2 separate regions of the Rattus norvegicus genome follow, and region 2 is linked to region 1. Evidence: chromatin contacts called from public Hi-C data. All regions are on one chromosome and are shown on one strand. Each heading gives the region's core, a stretch centred on a gene start, on an enhancer-like site or on the middle of the called end of the contact. The rest is flanking DNA. Distances are from core to core; before and after follow the strand shown. Region 1 holds the start of Lpar1 (lysophosphatidic acid receptor 1). Region 2 has its middle 34 kb from the start of Or2k2.

What was found. A called contact is a pair of places that touch in the nucleus more often than the background predicts.
Region 2: a Hi-C map of Schwann cells shows a contact between it and region 1, with 11 times the contacts expected there. The contact joins the enhancer-like site here to the promoter of Lpar1 in region 1. A contact is called at or near these places in 7 of 12 Hi-C or Micro-C datasets (the A7r5 cell line, the Rat2 cell line, Schwann cells and 4 more).

The regions. Positions count from the first base shown.
Region 1 is chr5:78,140,809-78,143,589 of GRCr8, forward strand. Lpar1 (lysophosphatidic acid receptor 1) reads right to left here and starts at 1,380. Exons shown (of 4, transcript NM_053936.4): 1 at 1,259-1,380.
Region 2 is chr5:78,343,206-78,345,986 of GRCr8, forward strand. No RefSeq gene overlaps it. Among named protein-coding and RNA genes, the nearest start is that of Or2k2, 34 kb to the right of the region's middle. Within about 2 kb of position 1,381, at least 7 of the 93 cell types and tissues checked have an H3K27ac peak or open chromatin away from gene starts, as enhancers often do. A contact at or near this core is called in Schwann cells, where this site is marked.

The DNA.
Region 1 (2,781 bases), core at 130-2,629:
CGCTGTATACAAGGAGGCTCTGATGTGGAGGCCCAGTTCTGCAGGCACACTTCTCAGTCTTTCTGCCCCAAACTGCTTCCCTCTCTTTCTACATTTTTCCTCTCTCAAATTCACACTCATGACCAAAGACAAGGTAAAATAATATAGAATGTTTTAAAATACCGTTTTCATATACTTAGAGCCCTGGAGGTTATTATTATTCATGATGCTGCATCTGGAGAACCCAGGGCAAAAACTAGATGCTATTACATCTGTGTGTTAATGCAGCTGGCTGTGGTGCACGGAGCCTTAAGCGTATTGTTGATCCCTCTTCCTTGGTATTCATTCCATCTGACAAGAGACTGTGTTCTTCCATTTTCTAAGGGTTTGAAACCAGGACTTCACAGTCATGTTAGGTGAGCAAAGGACACACAAAGGATAAACACGCAGCACTGCCGAAAAGAGTAGAGGATCCTGCTTTAATAATTAGCTACCTTCTTCCAGTCGCAGTTAGCAATTTGTATCGATGACGATGTAGATATAAGGTAGCGCTTAAGAGGTATAGATTCAAGTACAGCTTAAGAGTGAAACTTTTCACAAGCCAGCACTCGCTGGAAACCCACATGGAAGAAAGCTCCGTAGGTTTCAAATAAAAAGAAAAAAAGAAGAAGGAGAAGAAGAAGAAGGAGAAGAAGAAGAAGAAGAAGAAGAAGAAGAAGAAGAAGAAGAAGAAGAAGAAGAAGAAGAAGAAGAAGAAGAAGAAGAAGAAGAAGAAGAAACACAGGCAGAAGGAAGAAAGAAGGCGGGAGAAGAGGAAGAAAGAACTAAGAAAAGAGAGAGTCTAGGGCCTCAGCCCGGAGGTAGCAACAAGCCCTGGATACCTCACACCAAAGGCCAAATGGCAGCAAAGAAAACAAGTCTAAAGTTTAAAACCATCCACAGTAAACTCTCCCTTCAGCAGCAAAAAATGACCGATCAACCCATCCAAGCAAAGTCAGGTCCCTCCCCTGCCTTGCATTTCCCAGGTACAGGCTAAGCCTCGGGCGGCTACAAGGAAACTTAAGTTTAAATTCCTTAGACTCAAGGGACGACAAAGTCACTGGTGAGCAGTGAGCTGAGCGCGGGACGCGCGGACACCCGGACCATCTAAGTCCTCCGGGGCGCGACACCAAGAAACTTGGGGAGTCCCTCGCCAGCCCTCTCGCGTCCCCAACCCGACCCAGGTAAGCAACCGGAGGCCACCTACGTGTCACTCGGACGGACCCTGGGGCGCACTGACCTGGCCAAAGGGCAGGAGAGCCGCCGGGGCGGCTGCGGCGACTTCCCTCCCGGGCTGGGTTCCACCGGCTGGTGCGGGAGGCCAGGGCAGCCTCGCCTCCTGCAGGCGGCCTCACACACGCGCGCACACCCACCCACTCCGGGCCCGCGGGCGCGCGCACTCACTGGCGCTCACGCGCACGGCTACAAAGCCGCGGGTGGTGGGACAGTGCAAGCCGATCGCGCCGCAGGGAGGCGGGACGGTCGCCACCCGCGGCGAGGGACACCCGGCTGCCCGTGCCTTTACCTGCAAGGTCCAGCTCTGCAGTTCCCGCAGCCCCCACCCAGGCCAGCCCAACCCAAGCCTCACCCCAGCACAACCCGGAGCCTACGGAGGGCAGCACTGTGCTGGAGGACAAGAGTCACAGTTCTCCGGGCGTCACTGCCGCCCAGTCCCAACTTCCCCGGCTCAAGGAGCAGGCAGGCGGCAGAAGAGGCACGGGTGCCAGCTTCCTTGCCTCTCCGCCTTCTGGCGCTTTCTGCCACATCCACAGAGCACGAGTCATGCCCGCACCCCCAAGCGCCTTTTCCTCCCAAGCCGCTCTTCTCTCCTTACCTGCGTGGCACCCACAGCGACACTGCCTCCGGTGGTCCCCTCCCCCAGTCATTCACAGAATTTCCCGCGCTGCTGCAGGTCGGGGAGGGGGGAGTGGTGAGGGGAGCCTAAGCTTTCCATTCAGTCCCTTCCCGGCGCTCTCTCTACCCGCCACATCAGACACACCCACCTCTGTCACCCCTGCCCCCTCCTGTGCTCACCTTAGAACCCGGCCTCTGGCAGAGCTTTAGTGGACTCCCTGCACCGTGCATTTTCATTTTGTTGCTTTTCCCTCCTCATTTGAAAAGCCCTGGAAACCATCACAGAACCTAGGAAAAACAAGAAAAGAAAAGGGGGGAGGGGCGCTTGGTGTATGGCCTCCTCCGAGTTGAGTTTCTTTAACTTTTTCAGACAACACGAAGTTTCAACCAGCACGGCCCTGTACTTCAGGTCATAGAAAAGAAATGGTTGACTTTGTGCTAAGAGGGTCTATGAATTCCCGCATCTCTGCAACTGCAAATCAAAGCGAGTGTGCCTTTGTGCCCCTAGAGCTATGATTATAAACTTCTCTTCCTCTAGGAGTGTAACTTTCCAAGGGCAAACTATGATTTTCAGAGGGTAATTAAGGGCGGGGAAGGCACACCTGGAGGTGTGGGCGGGAGCAGGACCTAAGAATCGTGTTCTGGAGAATACCAGCTCAGAAGCCTTAACATCAGTCAGTAGAAGATAGGGACACACAGAGAGGACCCTCCAGCCATGCCAGGTCACCCACCTGCTCCACTCCAGGCCCGCAGGGTTTCTGGAGTCATCAGAATTTTCTACTTCAATCCACTGCAAAGTCCTCCACCCATCAAAAGCAGATGCCTGGGAGGGAGTAAAAGCCTGAGGGGCATTTAGGGTTGTGGGACTACAGGACAGCAAGGGAATGAAAGGCAGGGAGGGAGTGGATC
Region 2 (2,781 bases), core at 131-2,630, 200 kb after region 1:
TTTGAGAAAATCAAACAGATAAACTCTTAGCCAGACAAACCAGAGGGCACAGAGACAGCATCCAAATTAACAAAATCAGAAATCAAAAGGGAGGCATAACAACAGAATCTGAAGAAACTCAAAAAAAATTATCAGATCCTACTACTAAAGTGTATACTCAACAAAACTGGAAAATCTGGATGAAATGGACAATTTTCCAGACAGATACCAGGTACCTAAGTGAAATCAGATAAACCATGAAAACAGTCCTATAACTCCTAAAGAAATAGCTAAGTCCTACGGCCCCCTAAGACCGAAGTGTGCCCTGAAGTGTTTAAGTTAAGAAAGGCTGGGCATGGTTTCCGAGGTTTCCTGTGAATGTGTATCTGATCTGGATCTGGTGTCCAGCAGTTCTCTGCAAAAGAAAATGGAGCCAGATGCAGTGACAGCATCTGGAGTCCTGGGTGGTCTAGAGACTGAGGGAAGAGGATCACTTGAACCTTGTAGTATATCCCAGCCTGATAGAGGGAGGGAGGGAGGGAGGGAGGGAGGGAGGGAGGGAGGGAAGGAGGGAGGGAGGGAGGGAGGGAAGGAGGGAGGGAGGGAAAGAGGGAGAAAGCTTTAAGAAGGATTTGGTCAGAATTAATCAGGAATCCCTGTAGCAAATCATTTTTGTTCTGGACGTGGATCCTAGCAACGCCTTGCTGCTACTGTTTGGTACCCACCACATCCAGCCTCAGCCTTTTCTCCCCTTGGTTCAGGAGCCTCCTTCTGTCTCTTCAGAAGCCTGTGCTCAGTCGCAAGAGCCACACAACCAGCTGCACGACTTAAACTATGCTGGTCTGAAAACCCTGGGGCGATCTTGCCCACGACCCGATCTTCAAAGCCCAGCCTCTTGCCTGGACCTTGGACACCTTCCCATCTAGGAGGCAGATCTCCGCCATTCCTCCATGTGGTGCAGCAGAAGCTACGAATCTGCCTAAAATTGGACCCTTGCTCCGATATTGACCCTCTAAGAGATCAGCTTACTCCTCCATCTGTCTATGTGGGGAACCCTAACCTAGCATCCACCAACTGTGCGAAAGTCTTCAGCTCCACATCTCCTTGCACATAAACCAATCAGTAATCCCCCATTTTGTTGTTTCATCTGTTTGTTTTTTGTCTCTAATTTTGAATGCAACACTGTAGGTATTCTAAGTATAAGAAGTGCAAGCTTATTTCCTCACAAGCACACGCAACATTAAATATGCCTGGGAATCCCTTCTGTTTTAATTTGAAGCCCTTGGGTTTTGTTTGATCATAAACAATACTTAATTCGTGGTGGGCAGTCTGACGCGGGTCTGTGCATGGCGCATGGCCATCAGTGGGCAACCCTGTCTGCATCACAGCTTAAGGTGCCCACATCACCAGTCAAAATTCAGTTTGGCATCACTTCCTAGATGTGTGAAAATTCCATGCTTCTGAATATGAGTGGACCCCTGGCCATTTCTAAGGACTGAATGTGGCCCTTAATGTTTCAGAGATAATGGGTCCTGTGTTTGGTGTTCAGACTCTATGTCTCAAAGGGGAGCTTTGTCTGCTTAACATGAAAAAAAATTAGCTTCTGTATTTATTAGGAAAAGAACGGCAGCCCACACTCAAAAGAAACCACCCCTGACAGTGTTAAGTTAAAAGAGCCCATCATAGTGGGGAGCAGGAAGCAGAGATCTTACATCATCAAGTGAAGGCATGAAGCAAAGAGATTGAACAGGGGGGTGGCATGAGACTGTAAATGCTCTATAAGGTCTAGGATCCAGGTCTGCTGAGATGGTTCAGCAGGTAGAGACACTAGCCTGGTGACCTGAATTCTATCCCAAGGATCTACATGGTGGAAGGAGAGAGTTTAATCCCACAAGTTGTCCTCTGACCACACACGTGAACACTGTGACATATGAATACCCCTCTCACACAACATAAACAATACTCGTGTGTGTGTGTGTGTGTATGCATGTGTGTTCCAAAAATGAGAGAAAACAAGCAATATTTGCCTCTCTCAGTTTGGCTTCCACTTTGCTTAGTCTGTTGCTCTCCAGTTGTATCCATTTTCTAATGCATGACATAATTTCTCTCTTCCTTATGGCTGAATAAAGAATTTTCTGTTCTTTGAAGGCAAAGTGGTATCCTGTTGTACAACCCATAATGCACTTGGGTTGTACAACACTTGGGTCAGTTCCATGGCTGCGTAGTGTTATAATTAATTTGGGTGATCAAGCACATCTCTTCAACAAACTGATTTCAAATCCTTTGGAAATGAGCTCAGAAGTAGGATTTGCTGGGTTACAGCAGTTATATCGTTCTTCTTTTGAGGAACCTCCCTACGGTCCTCTAAAATGACTGTACTTTTAGAGTAGTCTGTTAAGCAACATATTCTAAGCATGATTCGAAACACTAAAAAAAAAATAGGTCGTACTTCTGTTATTTGATTTATTCCTTTTGTTCAAACAATTCACAAAATTAATCAAAATACTCTCCTGGGAGCTTGGGATCCAGATCAGTGATAGAGTGCACACTAAACATGCACATGGTCCTATGTTTAAATCCCAACACTAACCTTTTCTACGTTTAGAAAAAGCATTCATTCCAGCATGCAACATTTATTGTAATCATTTGAATTTATTTAAATGCCCTTTTCTATTGATGCCATCATGCAAGAAATGGGTTTCCCCCCTTTCTGTGTTTTGTATGTGATACTTTTCCAGGGTGATCTTGGAACACTTTACAATTTTTATTGCGGATCTTACGTGTTACATCATTGCTGGTGTG